Regions from separate parts of the Mus musculus genome. Here region 1 is linked to region 2. A link is a contact called in public Hi-C data. All regions are on one chromosome and are shown on one strand. Each heading gives the region's core, a stretch centred on a gene start, on an enhancer-like site or on the middle of the called end of the contact. The rest is flanking DNA. Distances are from core to core; before and after follow the strand shown. Region 1 has its middle 19 kb from the start of 4930511E03Rik. Region 2 has its middle 61 kb from the start of Lrig1.

What was found. A called contact is a pair of places that touch in the nucleus more often than the background predicts.
Region 1: a contact with region 2 is called in a Hi-C map of pre-pro-B cells, with 2.6 times the contacts expected there. The contact joins two enhancer-like sites. A contact is called at or near these places in 1 of 15 datasets of contacts at CTCF or cohesin (the NIH/3T3 cell line), 20 of 484 Hi-C or Micro-C datasets (the AML12 cell line, the G1E-ER4 cell line, the Patski cell line and 16 more), 8 of 115 datasets of contacts at active chromatin or transcription factors (the NIH/3T3 cell line, astrocytes, embryonic fibroblasts and 2 more) and 2 of 9 other capture datasets (embryonic tail and embryonic trunk).

The regions. Positions count from the first base shown.
Region 1 is chr6:94,961,005-94,964,420 of GRCm38.p6, forward strand. No RefSeq gene overlaps it. Among named protein-coding and RNA genes, the nearest start is that of 4930511E03Rik, 19 kb to the left of the region's middle. Within about 2 kb of position 1,992, at least 10 of the 459 cell types and tissues checked have an H3K27ac peak or open chromatin away from gene starts, as enhancers often do. A contact at or near this core is called in pre-pro-B cells, where this site is marked.
Region 2 is chr6:94,759,318-94,762,788 of GRCm38.p6, forward strand. No RefSeq gene overlaps it. Among named protein-coding and RNA genes, the nearest start is that of Lrig1, 61 kb to the left of the region's middle. Within about 2 kb of position 1,569, at least 70 of the 459 cell types and tissues checked have an H3K27ac peak or open chromatin away from gene starts, as enhancers often do. A contact at or near this core is called in pre-pro-B cells, where this site is marked.

The DNA.
Region 1 (3,416 bases), core at 742-3,241, 200 kb after region 2:
TTTTCCATGTGCAGGGCAGTTGATGTTGAGCAGAAATTCTCAGCCCACCAGAGATTTCCAGCACATTCTCTGGTGGTGTGTTTAGCAAAGTGGCATTGGTCCTTTGAGTTTTTGCTCCCTTGCTTATAAATTGGGTGAGGAGATTTTTGGTGAGTTGAAGCGACAGAAACAATGAATAAGCGGAGTTCTACCTAACTGACTGTGCCACCTTCTCCTCTGTGCTTCATCTAGTTAGCATTCTTCAGACACTGGGTGTTTGGGGAAACTTTTTAAGAGGTCAAAAGCAGCACGGGTGTTGTGTGTCTGGGATCAAGGTGAGATGAGTCTTCCAGAAGAGCATCTCTGGCTTCTGACAGGGACAGATGTGCCACACTCACATTGAAAGCAGATCAGCATTCAGATCACTGTCTACTCTCTATTAAGCCTCTAGGTGACAATGTTGAGCAGACAAATTAATTCCACCTGGCAAGGTCTCCACAATGAAGCATCATGAGTGATTAGGGGACTGTACAAAAGCTAAAAACATAAAACCAATCTTTACCTGTCCGTTTGGCAATATGAGAGTTGAGGCGTTATCATTTCAAACTTGCAGGCAAAATTCTCATCACAAGAAAAATCCTAAGGAAAAATGAGGTAAGGTGCAAACCAAAGTACCCTGAGCCATAGCACTAAGGAGGCTCTATGAAAACCAGAGGCTGTGAGTTCAGATTCAAGAATCAAACTAGTTACCTGGTCAACTGAAGAAGAGAAGCAAAGAATAGAGAGATCTCAGCGTCATGGGCCATGCTAAGAAAAGCAAAACAGGTCTGCCTAAAAATATGGCTTTCAAGGTCTCCAGCTCTGTGAACCTTTGATGGGAAGACTGTTGAAAAATAATCACAGATGAAGTAAGATAAGCCTGGGATGCTCCTTAAACCAATAAGCACTATGGTTAGACTTGAAAAGAAAATGAAAGCTGTCTGGTGAACACAGTGCTCAGTAGTAATCTATGGCTGAAACAGTCTTCCCCATCCAGTATGACCGTCAGTCACACCAGAATAATCAGGAAGTGAAAGACCCAGTCAGCCAGCTTTCACTGAGGGTGTTGAAGCAGTTATCTCCTGATGTCTTACTATTGCCATGGAGGTGTCTGCCTAGTTTAGTTTTATTGACAAAGCAAAAGGCAGATTACAAAGATTACAGTTGCCAAAGAACATTGTCTAGGTCTCCCTAACATACTAAACATATAGTTTATACCTTTATGTTAGTCAACTTTCCATCGCTATTGAAAAAAACAAAACAAAACCCTGAGCTAATCAACTTATAAGAAGAAAATGTTTACTTTGCCCCCCCAATTTAGAGGCTTCAGTTCAGCATCTGGTAGAGCTGCTGACGTTAGACCTCTGTTGGAGATGCTGGATGCAAATGGCTGGGAGCACACAGAAGATCAAGTCAGAGGAAGGAGTTAGTGTCCCACAGTCCCCTTTGATGGCAATGCTCCATGGCCTTGGGACTGCCTTCTCAATACCACCTCCCAATGGTATCATCTTGGAACCTGGTAGGAGGTTGGGGGTATAGTCAACATCCAGCCCTGGCAGGTCCCCTAAGGTGATGATGATAAATTCCAGAACAAATCTGTCATTTGCTGGTGGGAGTGTAAAGATTATCACTGCATGGGCCGGGTGCTCACAAAGCATTAGATGACAACGTTAGAAGTCAGGGTGGTTTGAGGACACTGGTGACTTTGATTGCCAGCAGCACCTCTCTGAAAGTAAGGAAAGACAAAACAAACTCTTGGTTCAGCACACGGATGGCTCGCTGGTATGAGGCTGGGTTTTCAAGTCACGACTTGCAATCTCTCTGAGCACATTTTTAAAACCCTCCCCCGCACACTGCAGGTCTAGGTCTGGAGATCAGAAAGTGTTTGCTGATTTGTGACATGCACATGCTGGTGTAACTGACAGAGCCGCACCACTTTCCACAGACCTTTCTTCTCTAGTTCACCCCCACCCCAGCTCAGAAACCCTGTTTAAAATGAGATTAGCACAAGACAATCTCATTAACCTTGGAGCTCTGGCAGCTGCCCTGGTCCTCAGCTCCTATGGCCAGTGAGCCTGAAACAGATGTGTTGCTCCATGTGCCCCCCCACCCCATTTTTTAGAGTGCAAAGGCTCAACTCAAATTTCTGAGTGGCATTCCATTCCAGACATACACCTGGATTCACCAACAGAGTAGACCTGTGCAGGCATTGGGCGTATCTTTTGAGAATTATTCTTCAAATACTGGAAATGTCAGAGTTTATGCAGCTCCGACTCTGACATGAAAAATGAGATTTAGTGTATGTGCTTTAGATTAAATAAGAAAACAAACAAAACCAAACACCCTCATCACGCCTTCTGCCCAACGGTCCCTTATCAGAATATGCACACCCTACTCTTGCCTTTTCTTCTCTGCTTGACTTTAGACTGTTTCTAGGTCTCCAAGTCTGTAATCAACACAACAAAGAACAACCTTCCTGCCTACAAACAGGGGTCCTTCTGTGGTTCTAATATTGAGGATCTTCTGGCTGTGTCTTGCTGGCTTAGGAAAGTACTCAAGTGAACAGTGGGTATTTTGACTTTGAGCTAATAATGTGTTCTGAGATTGTCCCCATCTCGAGTCTCCCACACTCCTAGGCTTGGATCATCACCCGAGTGACTGATTCTGGTCAACTGGTTCACAAGCTGCCATTATCATTTCTATGGCAGCAGTGAAGTTGCTATTAGTGCTCCTTAATTGCCTTCCTCTGCTTGCAGTGGTGACTTCAAAAGCCACAGCTTCTATATATGGGGGAGATGACCCTTCACAAATATGAGAGAGAAATAAATGTTTATTGGCATATCATTTTGATTTTGGAAGTTTGTCTGGAGTGACTTCTAATATAAATGATTCAATTTTTATCATTTTGAGTTGTATACTTCAAGACAAGTCTCTTGCTTTATCAAATGTGAAAACATGCCCCATCCTGTGCCAAGAAATATGCTGCATCCCAAGTTTCTTTAAACATCCACAGAGACGGTGGCTAATGTCCATTCTGTCCTCACAATATCCCCGTATTGTCTTCAGTTTCTAGGGGAGGAAACAGAGACACAGAAAAGTTAAGAAATTTGCCTGGAGTCGCACAGAAAGGACCAAGCAACGTTACCAGGTTTAGCAGACTACAGCAAACAGGACATATTTAAAGCAAAGAAATTATACATTGTTCCTCTAAGTTCTAATTTAACTGGGTTTCCTATGTCTTATCTGCCAAATCTGTTAGGAGGGTACCCCAGAATTTGAAACCCAACAATCTGACCACAAGCTTCTTGACTCACTTCATTTTTCTTTTTCATTATACATGAAAGCAGACTCATGCAAACAGAGAAATCACAGTGACATCTGGCCAGTGCCCTGGAGCC
Region 2 (3,471 bases), core at 319-2,818:
GATAGATATAAGTGGATCTTAGTGAATCTAAGGCCAGTCTGGTGTACATAGTGAGTTCTGGGACAGACAGGGCTACTCGGTGAGCCCTTGTCTCAAAAAAACAAAACAAAACAAAACAAAACAAAACAAAACAAAACACAACACAACACAACACAACAAAATCAAAGAGCCAAAAGACAAGAGAGGGCATGTGACCAGGACTGGCCAATCATAGCACTGTGTGCCCATATTTGTAAATAATTAGTATTATACAAGCAAGGGGTTGGTTCTGCACCCAGGAAGATCTGATAGGAGTTCCTTCCAAATGGAGTGTGTTGAATTTGTCTTCCTCTGTGAAGACAATTTTACCCAGGAGAGCAAGAGGCTACTTTTCTTAGGGCGGGGAGGAAAGTGTGGCAGTCTGAAGGCAGCAAGCACAGAGACAAAAATCAGAATAAAGGATGAGAGGAAGGTAGGGAGGAGAGGAGGAGGGAGGAGCAGCTGAGCAAGAGAGATGGAGAGATTGAGGGAGGGAATGCTGAGTCAGCATCTGGAATAAATAATTTGAGTAACTGGATCCAGCCATGCCTGAAGCCAGATGCACTTCAAGCCTTTGCAGTTTATGGAAGCCAGTCAGGGTCCTTATTTTTATTCTGCTTATTTAAGCAAGTTCAAGTTGCAATTTTCCTATAGAGATAAACTGTAAAGATGCTGTTTACAATAAACTTTCTAATCTAAGTTATACCATTTGATTTTCTTCCCTGAGAGATATTATTATGTTCACTGTTTTATGAACATGAGAAGTGAGTCTCAGATGTTTAGGGATTGGCCTAGGATCACTGCCTTTATGGAAACAAGCTGCTATTCTTTCTGTTGTTGCTTCATTTATTGTTCCTCTCTGAGGTTATCTGCTACTTTGTTTTTGAGGCAATATTTTTGTTTTGTAGCCCAAGATGGACTCCAGCTCACTCTGTAGCCCAAGATAGACTCCAGCTCACTTATGTAGCCCAAGTAGGCCTCAAACTTGTAATCCTCCTGCTTTAGCTTCTCCAGGATTACAAGAGTGTGCCACCACGCTCGCCAGTTCTGCCAACACTTTATAACTGCCTCCCTCCCCCATCTACAATGCTCAACACTAGGCCTCCCCTGGGAGTGAACTAGGAATGTACAATCCCAGACCTTGCTTCTAAGCTACTTAACCTGACTCTACTTGCCAATAAGAACCCCGGGCCACTTAAAATACGTGATGCCCTCTGAGGAACACTGTGCGAAGATCAGGGTGAATGCGTGGTACAGGGAGGTTCAGGGTACGCAGGTCAAGAGGCTTAAGGCTGGAGACAAGAGCCCTGTGCTTTCCGTGCACAGTGAGGGGCTAGCCAATTACTTTCCTGACTGTTCTCCTGACCTGCTGTATTAACACATCATTAGCTGCTGAGATAATGCTGAGCACATAATCCACTGAGTAATTATCCTGGCCACATGAAGAGCGGTTCTGGATCGTGGTCTGAGCGCATGGAGCTCCCTCGACGTGGAGAGGCAGGCTTCTCTCCAGCTCTGTGTGGACACACTCTGTGCCAGCTGCCTAGGCCACGGCCTCCTCACCGCCACAGCAAGCCTCAGTGGGGAAGCCCAAACGTGAGCGAGTCTCCTTTTGAGGTCAGTATGTGGTGCGGCCGGAAGCCCTGTGGTCAGCATGTGGCAACTCAAATAATACGCTCCGCTAGTGTGAGAAAGCCACAAGGCAGCGCTGAGGAAACAGCCCACAGGAAACAGACGGTCTCACTTCTGCCGAGCAAGATGGCCACCAGAGCAAGGTCTCAGCGCACCTCCACGCAGTCTGTGGAGATGTCTGTCAGGAGACAGTTGGCTGGTGACAAAGGAGAGCCTATAAACAGGCTTAAAAGGCCTGAGTCTCTGTCTGGTTTTTTTCTCCACCCAGGGTGTAGAATGAGGACACACAGACATATCCTAATTCTGGGGCTTCTACCCATCTCCTCAGAGAGCAAGCCAATCTCTGGGAGACTCTAAGGAAGACACCTAGCCCTGTGGGGTGTAACTGATTTTGTTTCTGGGACCTGTTCCTTGGATCACTTGGTACACTCACGTCTGTTTGTCTTTCACGTTCCTGGACAAGGAAACATGGTCCATTGCCACAGGAAGAAAGTCGGGAGTATCGGCTCCTCTGCCTTGTGAGCACATTTCGCCTCTGATGTCTTTTTTTGCAGAACGTGTTTCAGCTTCTCTCTTCTGAGTCTTTCCCATCTGGTTTCTATCTGACCCAAGCAGCTGTTTTTTCCATTGAAAAATAACACACTCACCTCTCTCTTCTTTACATGCCATGTTCTTCAGTTCTGAAATGCTTTTTCATATGGACAAAACACATTGAACTTTTTTTTTTCTTTCAGGAAAAGGAGTACCTCAAAGAATGTGTAAATTCTTTAAGCAGACCTAGGAAATAATGGCTGTCTTTTGGCTGGCATGCGTTTCTGTGTATCTGTGATATGTTTTACCCACACAAAGTCTTGAAACCATAGTTAATATTAGCACAATGTGTCTAACACAGTGAGCTCTGCATCGTACGTTCTTATAGAAACTTCTCTCACAGAACAGAGATGAGCTGGAGAAGGGCACACGTGAGTAAGAAACGTTCGATGTTTTCTGGGCAATGAGCAGATGACCTTTTCTTCCAAATGATGGAGCAGCCTCCTTCACTCCCTCAATTGTAGAGAAAGTTGGGGAAATAAAACTCTGGAATCTTCCCTGCTAATTGAAGAGTGGAGTTGTTATTCCTTGCCAGGGACATGAAAGAATTCATTCCCATTTTAAGTAATGTTTACATTACCCTGTCACACCATAGGGAAGGGGATGGGGTGGAATGTTAAAAAAAAAAAAAAAAGAAATGAGGTTCAATATTGAAGGGAGTAGCCATTTAAAACAGAGGTGCCGGGACCATGAAACAAAGTCAATTCCCCCATTTGATAGCTCCGTGGCCTTTTTGTCCCCCAAGTTTTGCTTTCGCAGGGTAGTCCTTTTAGGTCTCTGCTGCAATGTCACTTCCTTAGGGGTTAACCCTATGCGCGCCATCAGCACACACAGTCATTGGCTTGTTTTCATAAAGACTCTAGCTGGTCATGGCTTTGGTTCTCTCTCTCTCTCTCTCCCTCTCCCTCTCTCTCTCTCTCTCTCTCTCTCTCTGTGTGTGTGTGTGTGTGTGTGTGTGTGTGTATCTGTGTGTGTTGTACTAACATGCCATATGTCTGTGGAGATCAGAAGATGTTGAATCATCTGGATTTGAAGTTACAGGTGGGAAGCTGCCTGATGTGGGTTCTGGGAACCTGAATGCAGGTCCTCTAGAAGGGCAACATGTGTTCTTACCTGCTAAGCCATCTCTCCAGTGTGGTTCCTTGTTTCTAATTTGTATTAAACTCCAAAACCCCTTGTCATTGTGAGGTCTGTGATTCTCCCTGTTTAAATGAAGGGACTTCATATTTG